Regions from separate parts of the Xenopus laevis genome. Here region 1 is linked to region 2. Evidence: chromatin contacts called from public Hi-C data. All regions are on one chromosome and are shown on one strand. The core of a region is the stretch at or near the end of the contact, and the rest is flanking DNA. Distances in the headings are between cores, read along the strand shown. Region 1 holds the start of zfp36l2.S (ZFP36 ring finger protein-like 2 S homeolog). Region 2 has its middle 190 kb from the start of trnai-uau.

Region 1 (5,292 bases), core at 1,056-3,555, 400 kb after region 2:
TTAGTATGTATGCACACATACTGGGTACTCAGTATGTATTTTCATATTTTCACACCACCTGACAGATCAAAAGCAAGTTGGTACCCAATATTCTGCTGCAAAAAGCCCCTCAGATAGCATGCAAATGATAACACGCCCCAAAACACCACACAATGGAAAACAAATAACGCATTAGCTTGCAACTTTACAACTCACAAACTTCCAGCAGGGCACAAACAAAAATACAGGACAGGAAAGGTGGAGCTCCAAAATAGACATCCTAGTATCCACATGGGGAAAGATGACCCCAAAGGGAAGGAGATCTCTTCCAATTTCAACCATGGGCTACAGGTCTACTTCTGAGACTCCCAATAAGTCACCTCTAAAGATTTAGCTATAAGGCACCCCAAACACTCTACCAAGCGTGTTTGAAATATGTCAACAGTCATACAAATAAAGCTGCAAACTCCGTTGAAGAAGCACCAAAAGCTGTCCCTCCCACACCATTCAACATTGTCCTGCTAGAGGGAAGCCATAATGCTCACACAGCAGTGCAACTCCATTTCAAACAGACCACCCCATTTGTAATGCAGATAAACTTTCCACACACTTACATGACAAAGGGAGAGGGGGGTGCAAAAAAAAAAAAAAAAAAAAAAAAAAAAAAACTGTACGTAACGTTATGGAAACTAGTGTGGATGCGAAACCCACCAAGTAAGCTGCACAATGCAACCCCAGCTATAATGCAAAGCAGAGCTGAATATTCAACATGTAGTACCGAAACTACTAGGGGCCCCAATAAAGAGGAAAGACTGCAGCCCCATCTCAATCTAATGCAAGTCACCTCCCCCCACGCCAGTAAAAGGTAACTAAGCAGACAGCAGGCTCTGGCACTGCCACCCAGCACATGGCAACTGCACTCCAAGGAGCCTCCTAACTCAAGCAACAAACCACAGAGGCGTCTCCTACCCATACTGCCTTGCAACAGGAGTGTAGACTATAGCGCCAGAGACACTGCTACTAAACAGAATGCTGCAACAACTTCAAGCACTGCAAACACAAGTGAGCCCCATATCTCACTGCAAAAGAAAAAAAACCCACAGCACAGGGAGCATCAAGAGCCTAGGGCCACTAACCCTGCACAAGCAGGGAACCCCAAGAACCCAGGGGCCACTAACCCTGCAAAGGGAACCCCAAGAACCCAGGGGCCACTAACCCTGCAAAGGGAGCCCCAAGAACCCAAGGGCCACTAACCTTGCACAGGGAGCTCCAAGAGCCCGGGGCTACTAACCCTGCACAGGGAGCTCCAAGAGCTCGGGGCCACTAATCCTGCACATGGAGCCCCAAGAGCCCCGGGGCCACTAACCCTGCAGAGGGAGCCCCAAGAGCCCGGAACACTAACCCTGCACAGGGAGCTCCAAGAGACCAGGGCCACTAACCCTGCACAGGGAGCCCCAAGAGCAAGGGACCACTTACCTTGCACGGGGAGACCCAACAGCCTGGGCCATTAACCCTACACAGGGAGCCACTAACCCTACACAGGAAGCCCCAAGAGCCCATGGCCACTAGCCCTGTGATAAAACTGCTTTAAATCAACTAGAGGGGAAAAAAAAGTACCAACTGGGGGCAATAAAATAAAGGGGCCCCAACACTGTGCAGTGTGGAGTAGAGGAACCTATTTCCAAGAGCAAGAGGCCCACAAACTCAACTCAAAAGAAGTTGCAGAGCACAAGAGTCTAGTCTGTGGGGCTTCATAGCAGGGGGACCCCAGTTTGGTGCAAGACTCCTGCTGGGAAGAGAAACCCCGCCCTAGGGCTTTAGCCTCCAGTGCAAGTGAGGAGAGAGGGACAGGGAGTAGACTCAGGGCACGGGAAAAGCAGCAACCACCGACAGCGGAGTCCATTCTAACAGAACAAGTCTCTCAACTAAACTACAACTCCCATAAGCCCCTTCGAACAGCTGGAGAGCCACAGATTCGAGTTGAGAAGCCGCAGACAATTCCCACACAGTTAACACTAGGCTAAAACATTTCCCCATCCCAAGTCGAGGCCAAAAGCAGGAACGTACCTTGTACAACAGGTCAATGTCGTAGAAGGCGGATAAAAGGGTCGCAGACATTTCCAGATCCAGTTTGGAGGTTTCTCGGCGCGTCCCCCGGAGGAGCGGCAAATCCCTCGTGCTTGAGAGGCTTTGGAATAGCCACGACTGAAGTCACAGGGGGGAAGGATGGTAAATGGACTGGTCCGTTTAATGGGGAATATTCCACCAGCGGCCCAGGCAGGGGGGAGGAGTGGGAAAGGCTGGTTGGTTAATATAAGTGCAAGTGTGAGCTGACGGACTAGAACTCCCCGGACAGCATGCAGCGCTCCACTATATAAACTAGCAGAAGGGAGCGGGGAGGAGGAGCCAGAGCCGTGACCCAGCCGCTCTCTGTGAGGCTAAGCACTTCCCCTTGGCGTCACCGCCTCCTCGTTTCCTATTGGGTGCCGCCAATTTCCTTCTGGAGGACCCGACTGACTTTCTCTCTCTTCTACACAGTCACACTGTGACACGACACCGTGCGCTCTAGTTATCTGCGGTTCTGCGCGTTATAGAATTGAGCCGCCTGTTCGATGCCTTATTTATGCACGCGTATATAGCCAGGGATCCATAACGATATGTTGAAAAATCACTGATCTTTTTATACTGAACAATTACGTGCTCAGTGAGGGGAAAACTTTACTTGAAAGATTCGTTTTGCTTGAGACGCGTGTTTTGAGTTTCTGCTAAATAATTACCTCACGGTTCGGGTGTGAGGCGGTTTTCACGTGGTGTATCATTTCTAATTTGCAGCAATGGCTGCACTGCGCCAGTCCCTTTAGAATATAATCGATCTTCTATGCCTGTGGGACTGTTACATTTATTGTCTGGGCATTGCCAGTGTCCTAAAGCTAAACAAGAAGAGCATTATAAGATTCCTGCTAATCCCAAGTGCAGCACATCAAGCTCAATGTAACGTTTACCTGTGGTGAAAGAACCAAGATTGCGACCTGTGACTGGCGTTGCCACCTTTTCTGGAAAAAAAAAAAATACCGGCTTTCTCACATATTTATCTTTATTTCCTATTAATAACATTGGGATCAACCATCATTTTTACCGGTCAGGTGGCAACCCTACCTGTGACTGAAAATCAGAACTACTGATAGGGATACATGATACAATTCCTGGAAATGTAGTGCGCTTGAGTGGCTGTGATTGAACTGCAGCTTCCAGCAGCTCACGGTCAAAAACCCAGCAGATACAGATTTGGCTGTGTGAGCCCGTTGCTTTATGTATTTCTAAAAGGCGTTATGTGCACGGTCGTCTAATCCGTTCATATAAAGCACCAGTTCCATTGCATAACCTTTGTCTGCGAGCCCCTTATTTGTTAGAATTTTGTAAAGCGCCACATAGCTTCTGAGCACGATGTAAATTAAGGACAGTGTTGCAATTCCTCCCCTTTGCAAATCGGGAGAAACTGGAGGGCCATAGATTAGATGTTCATGTTGTATCTAAATCCATGTACAGTGCAATGCTGCAGAAGATCAGAGTTGCTTAGTGCAGGTTGAGTCGTTCACGTATAACAGAAGTGAGCACAGGATCAGCGAGAAATTCAGGGGGTTAAATATTAGTGCTCATACTTATAACACACTGGCATATGTGCTGGAGTTTGGGCTGTCACTTTTCCCACAACACTTGTTCCCTCACTTTGATGACTGCCTTCTGGAGTGAGGAATCCACAGCCCCACTGCTTGTTGTTTTCTGCTTCCCATAGATCTCTCACTCCAGGGGCACTGACAGCAGGGTGTCTCAGTGAGGGAAACTTGACCACCCTTCCCTTCTTTCCTGTTTATTTCCTCTCCTCCCTTGTCTGTGTGCTAGAAAAATGCTCTGGAAACGAGGCGGAAACTTTTTTTTTCTTTTGGCAGTCTGGCCTTCCAGAGATCCTGAACTGACAGCGCAGCAATACAGTTACAGGATTAACCCTCCATATGACAGCGGATTATGGAATTCTTTTGTGCTTAGAAAGTTCCAGTCCAAGTGTGCAACACAGACCCTGTTTTTGAGTTCCAGTTAAATGTACATTTTGCTAAAGAAGCCAGAATAAAGTAGAAATTTTACAAAGCAGATTGTCGTAAAATCTATTCATCATACAGATAAGTCAAACATAGCAAGAAGTAAATTGAGCTGGCCTAGACCGTCTTGGATGAGCCCCTAGATTACAGAAATCTACAGCAGGCAGTGAAACAGTCCATGCAGATTTGCAAAGTTTAAAGCCTAGCACCACCACTAGTAAATAAGGCTGTGCTGGGCCAGGGCTCTTGTGTCAAAGGACAAGAAGTTGGCTTGTTAATCATATCACAAGACCTTGAACGTCTGCCAGATCCCTGGGAACGAGTCAACGCAGCCACATAGTGAAGGCATTAGATAAAACAGAGATGAGAAAGACTGAGTGCAGGCTAAATAAAGGGTGCAACCGCATATGCAAACCTATCGCATATGCAAACCTATCTCGTAGCATGCCAAAGCTAGGCCCTGAAGCCTGTAAATACAGGCAAACTTTACAGACATCCCCACTTTTACAGCAGCCTGTTTTTCTGAAAAAAACCTTTTGAGCAGTAAAGGCAAGCATGGGAGCGTAAATTTTACTATGCTGTTTGCTGACTTGAAAAACCTTACCTAGTTTATTTGTTAACAAGGCAATTTTTAACCAAAGTTGCAATATCCAAAACACAGGACTTTGTTCTTTTTCAGTATACACGTTGAACATTGGGTGAACATATTTGGATAAATATAGCACTTGGGTGTTTTTTGTCTAAAGTGCAGAACTCTAGTGTTTTTTTTGTATCAGGGCAGTACTTGTGTGTTTTGTAGATGTGCAGAACTGTGTGTTCTGTGTGTTCATTTTTTGTATAAGTGCAGATCTTTGTTCTTTATGGTATAAATACAGAACTTTGTTTATTGTATAAGATCAGTAATTTGTATTCTTTGTAGTATATGTCCAGAACTTGTGTTTGTTTTTGTATAAGCATTTTTGTGTGTAGGTGTAGAACTATATTCATTTTGTGTAAGTGCAACACTGTGTATAACTGGTTCCACAGTAGTATTATTCAAGTTTATTATCCAACCACTGTGTTTACAACTGGGATCTTAGCTTGCCCCAGCTGATTCATTTTGCCTTTTACTGTAAAATATAACTTGCAATGTCACCTTTAGCAACCAACCCTGGGATGAGCCACATACTGCTGCATTATTAAGCCTTGCCTTTCAGATAAGAAAATATGATCACCACTG
Region 2 (5,302 bases), core at 1,933-4,432:
GCCCGAAAAAAAGGCCCACCTATGATTCCAAAGGGTGAAAAAAATTGTTGCGCAACAACAACAAAAATATTACACAATGCGCCCAAAGACTTTTATGCATTTTGGCGAATTTTCAGTTGCATGAATTTTTGGCGAAATGCGTCAGATTTGCCCATTGCTACTCTGTAATAATAAAACAGTACCTTGTACATCATCCCAACGAAGATACAATTAATCCTTATTGGAAGCAAAACCAGCCTATTGGCTTTAATTAATGTTTAACGTTATTTTAGTAGATTTATGGTATGAAGATCCAAATTATAGAAAGAACCGTTATATGGAAAACCTCAGGTTCCAAGCATCTGGATAACAGGTCCCATGCCTGTATGTTAGAATCAAGCAGGTTTGTGCCTGTGTTTTATTCATGGCAGGGTTCATACACCAAAACACAAACAAAGTTAATTTGTGTAAAACAAGAACTGGCTGATCCCCTGGCAGCTTAGCTCTTCTCTGTTCCCTCAAACTCTACCAGCTCCTCTTCCACTTCCAACTTTTTGAACAGCTCACTCTTAGCCTGTCTCTTTTCTACAGGTGATTACTCATCAATCCCAGCACCTGTCCTGTCTTTTCCTACCTCGGTGAACACAGCCCCTGTTATTCTCCCTGTTTGCGCTATCTTATAAAAGATTCTAGAAGGTATATACCTCCCTTATTAGAATCTCCCAATCCACTGTGCAACACCTGATGGGAAAGTGGGTCATTGGCTGTACTGCAATATATAGCTGTACTGCCAATGCTCTTCTAAATTTAAGTTTAGAGATTTATATATCCTGAAAGGAAAATAAAGGGCTTAAAATGCCTTGTGTTGTATTTTTTGATATTTATATAGCACCGGCACATTTATGGAGATTACAGTATGTACCATTCACTGCCTTAGTGGATCTTACAACCTAAGATCCCTATCACATTTACACACAGTATGGTCAATTTTATCACGCAATAACCTTGCTGTTTTTGGAGTGTGGGAGGAAAACTTTGCAGACACGAAGAGAGCATCCAAACAGTACTACCCACCATGCTGCCCTAGTGCTTTACCAGGCACCTACCCAACTTACCACTATATAGCTACCGCCATGCAAGACCCTTGTTTGGACACAATCACATAGTTCAAAGCCACAGTAAAGGGATTATGCCATGATTTTTTATGGTGTAGCTTTTATTTCTAATTTACACTGTTTACACTGCAAATAATTCACTTTCCCATGTAAAATTTCATTCTTAACCCAACACGTGTAGTTTTTTTAGTTATAATATTGGTGTGTAGGTGCATCTCAGGTCATTTTGCCTGGTCATGTGCTTTCAGAAAGAGCCAGTGCTGCACTACGAAACTGCTTTCTGACAGGCTGTTGTTTCTCCTGCTCAATGTGGGACATGATCACAATGGGACATGGATTTTTACTATTGAGTGCTGTTCTAATATCTAACGGAGCTGTTATCTGGTTACCTTCCCATTGTTTTGCTGATGGGCTGCTGGGTGCGGAGTTGGTATCATTCCAACTTGCAGTCCAGCAGTAAAGAGTGACTCAAGTTTATTAGACCACAAGTCGCATGACTGGGGGCACCTGGGAAACTGACATTATGCTAGCCCTATGTCAGATTTCAAAATGAAATATTAAAAAATCTGTTTACTCTTTTGAAAAACGGATTTCAGTGCAGTGGGGCAGCACTATTAACTGATGCAGTTTGGAAAAAAAAACATGTTTACCTATGGCAGTATCCCTTTAAGCATTCATTTGGACCCAATGTTAAAATAAGATCTGTTAATTCCATATAGGTTGCTCATCTTAAATCTGCAGCACCATAATGTAAAATAAACATTAAGTATCCCCTGCTAATCATATTATACAGAAACCTCCCTCCAGTTGATTAGCTGGTAGATTGGCGGCATCAGAAATGTTTTGTGCAAGGGAAACGTCTGACACATCTCTTTCTAAATTTCCTGTTTTGGCAAAAACAATGAGCTGCCTTATCTGTGGCTAAATGCTTGTAGATGATTCATATATGTTGCAAGCTATCAAACTGCAGTTCTTGCTGGAACTAAAATGATCCCCTTATATATTTATACATAGTTATCATATCACCCCTTAAGCGCCTCTTCTCCAGCGTGAACAACCTTGTGCTGCAGCACTTGAGTCACAACAGGAGGCAGGAGGAAGGCAACTATACGGAAGTTCATGGAGAACATTTTGATTTCAGCCTAAAAATCCCATAATTTCCCATAAAGCAGTATTTGCATCCAATTAACCAAGTCCTATTGACTAAACCTTCTGTGGGAACCTTGGAGTTAGCACAAGGGACAGGGTGGTGATAGCCAGGGTTCCTCAGCATTAATTAGCCCAGTGTTGCACCATTCATCAGAAGAGGACACATTGGAAAGTCTGTGGGAATGCACGAGAATGTTCCTTAATGAATTACGGCTCTATCACTTCCATATTAGAGCACCCATACTTGCAGATGCAATTACTAGTGATGCGAATTTGTGCTGAATTTACGTGTTTTGTTGCAACCGAATGAATTAGCATAACCGTGGCAACGATTCGGCAACGAAAAATCAGCCACACCCAAAAATTATTTTTTTATGCGCGTCAAAATTGTCACACGCCTAAAATTGTCGTGCGTCAAAATTATTTGGACGCCCATTGACTTCAATGCCTTTTGCAAATTTTGCGGCACAGATTCGCCCATTACTTTTAGTGCTATTAATGCATCTTATGCTTTAACAAAGACAAGCCATCATGACTGCTACTTGATTCGGTGTTCCTGGCTTGTAAGAAAAAAAGATAATGAATGGGAAATGTTGTCTGCCAAAAAGATTTCTATAGCAAATAAAGTAGTCTTTGTCCATAGCAGAACACGCACTTACTGACTCTTTCCGAGGTTCATTGAAGCTGCGGTGATATTTTGAGCCCTCGCTGATGAAATATTGGACAATTTAGCTGATCTATAAGAATGTCCATCTGCACCAGAGGTCAAATCTGTATGTTTTTAATGGATGCTGGGTTCCATCACACAGGACTATTAATCTGTACTAATACTCTCCCAGGCTCCATTGAAATCAGGCTGCAGAGTTGCCATTCTTCTCCCCGAATCTCAAACCAAAGCCTTCATTGTTTAGGATTCCTTTACCCTGCAGGCTGACCTCAGATATCCTCTTGTGTTCTTCCCTGCCATGTTACTCACACTGCCCACTTACTCATTCATATGGTAACCACACAGAATGGGCTCCACATTAATTGAGTAATTTTGCTGGTTTCACAGAGAGGTTTGAAGTTCTCATTCAGGACAATTGGAATAATTTTTTAACAGGGCTGAGAGCAGTGCCTGGAAGAAGCAACCATCAATAGCATGAGCTCTTTTAGACTTTTTTCCTCTTTATAAACACTGCAAGGCCAGGCCAAAACCACATCAGCAATTCTAATTTGCCCAGCAACAGATGGCAAATGACTCACAGGCTCCATAGATTCATTTCTATCAAATAGGAAGAAAATGCGCTCATTTAGAAAACAGTGCTTCCAACTCGAAAACCCCGCGCTCTTTCTGTTTTTCCCATGAAAAAAGATAATAATTCTGCTTAATCTGTAATCTCTGCACACTGTACAGTCAATATTTAGTATAATTGGAATATAAAGGTTTATTGGTGAAGTCAACAACGCTCAAAATCACACTTAAGTTATCAAACATTTTATTACCTTCAATGAAGCATTTTCTCCCAGAAATCCAGTATTGGGTGCCAGATAAGTAACATACACAGCAACTGGCACATGATTTACCAATAGAGACCAGCATTTGTTTTTTAGTTGGTTGTGGGTGTGGGCATTATATACACAGGGAGCTTTGTACTGGAATCCCTCCTCAAGGTAGGTATTACATACAGGGTTACCATGTGTCCATGTGCACCTTAGTAAAACAAGTATATTAGAAGCATATCTATATCTATATATATATATATGCACCAGTTTGGGGGCATGACCCCTCAACAGGTGCTCCCCTTCATCTGTGATCAAGCAGTTTGACTAGGCTTGGGCGAATTTGACCTGTTTCGCTTCGCCAAAAATTAGCCGCCAGCAAACTGTAGCTGACGCACGTTAAAGTCAATGGTCATCGGAATTATTTTGACGCACGACGATATTATTTTGACGCGTGTCTTTTTTTTTTGACGCACAACGCCATTCAAGTCTATGGGCGTCATTTTCGTGGCGAAACAAGGCGAAAAAGTTCGCCCATCCCTAAGTTTGACCAAATGTGACCATGCTGCCCAACTATCTTGGCATATATAGGGCTGCCAAATGAATGGGACAACAGAACAGCGGCCACACTTTTGTATGTTTGGTGTTAAAGGCAATAAGAGATAAGTTAAGGGATGAGTGAGTAGTGGGGGACTAGGAGTAGTATGTGCCTAGCACCCCCACTATCACCGTTATGCCCTGAGAACATGCCTCTTTTTCCTAACTCTAGTTCTAGCCCTGCCCATACCTAATGAAGAAATCAGTACAAAAAACACGATTTATTTTATTTTAACAGGCCATCTTATTGCAGCCAGTCACGTAGCTCCTGAACCTGCCCTGTTGTCTCACTTGAATGCAAATAAGTAGGTAGTGCCAGTAGTTGGTTCTTCGGTTTATAAAAGCATTTTCAAGCAGAAAAGTGCCAGTGCTGTTACTATTAGGCATTTGATCGTTCAGGTGCAAGTAGAATTAACAGGGGTGGTTTCTGATCTTCTACCTGCAGAAAAAAAACTTAACTTAAAAGCAGGCCCCAATAGTCCTTATTATGTGCAGAACACTACTCGTCTTCATTCTTGGTAGGTGGCGTATTCCACAATATTAAGTTCATTATCCAGGTCAGGTCAGTGGTCCCCATAATTGGGTCCACTGGTTTGTCACATGACCCACGCTACACTCATGGAAAGCTAGCATATCATAGGTGATCTGTAGTGTAGTGATATGGAGTGACTACACCACCAACTGCATATTGTCTGGTTGCATGTTGGTTGGCAAATCTTCTGGATTCATTTAAACAGCTAAACACCAATAAGTTAACACCAATAATCTTTAGTATAAATGCTTTAAATATGTAGAATGTGCATTTGAGTCTTCATGTGTGTAGTGTTGTGAAACAAAAAAATCAACATTTTGGTATTCAAGTGTTTAATTACTTATGCCTGGTGTTTGGTTATTCAATTACAATGTTCCAGCTCTTGCATCATTAGCCTTAGGGGTTTGGCTGACAAAGCTGAAGAACATTTGTGGACTCAGCAACAAAC

Evidence for each region. A called contact is a pair of places that touch in the nucleus more often than the background predicts.
Region 1: a contact with region 2 is called in a Hi-C map of the XTC cell line, with 4 times the contacts expected there. The contact joins the promoter of zfp36l2.S here to the enhancer-like site in region 2. A contact is called at or near these places in 2 of 4 Hi-C or Micro-C datasets (the XL177 cell line and the XTC cell line).

The regions. Positions count from the first base shown.
Region 1 is chr5S:20,132,997-20,138,288 of Xenopus_laevis_v10.1, forward strand. It overlaps zfp36l2.S (ZFP36 ring finger protein-like 2 S homeolog), which reads right to left and starts at 2,306. Exons shown (of 2, transcript NM_001087141.1): 1 at 2,047-2,306. The coding sequence starts at 2,097.
Region 2 is chr5S:19,730,044-19,735,345 of Xenopus_laevis_v10.1, forward strand. No RefSeq gene overlaps it. Among protein-coding and RNA genes, the nearest start is that of trnai-uau, 190 kb to the left of the region's middle. Within about 2 kb of position 3,183, at least 1 of the 7 cell types and tissues checked has an H3K27ac peak or open chromatin away from gene starts, as enhancers often do.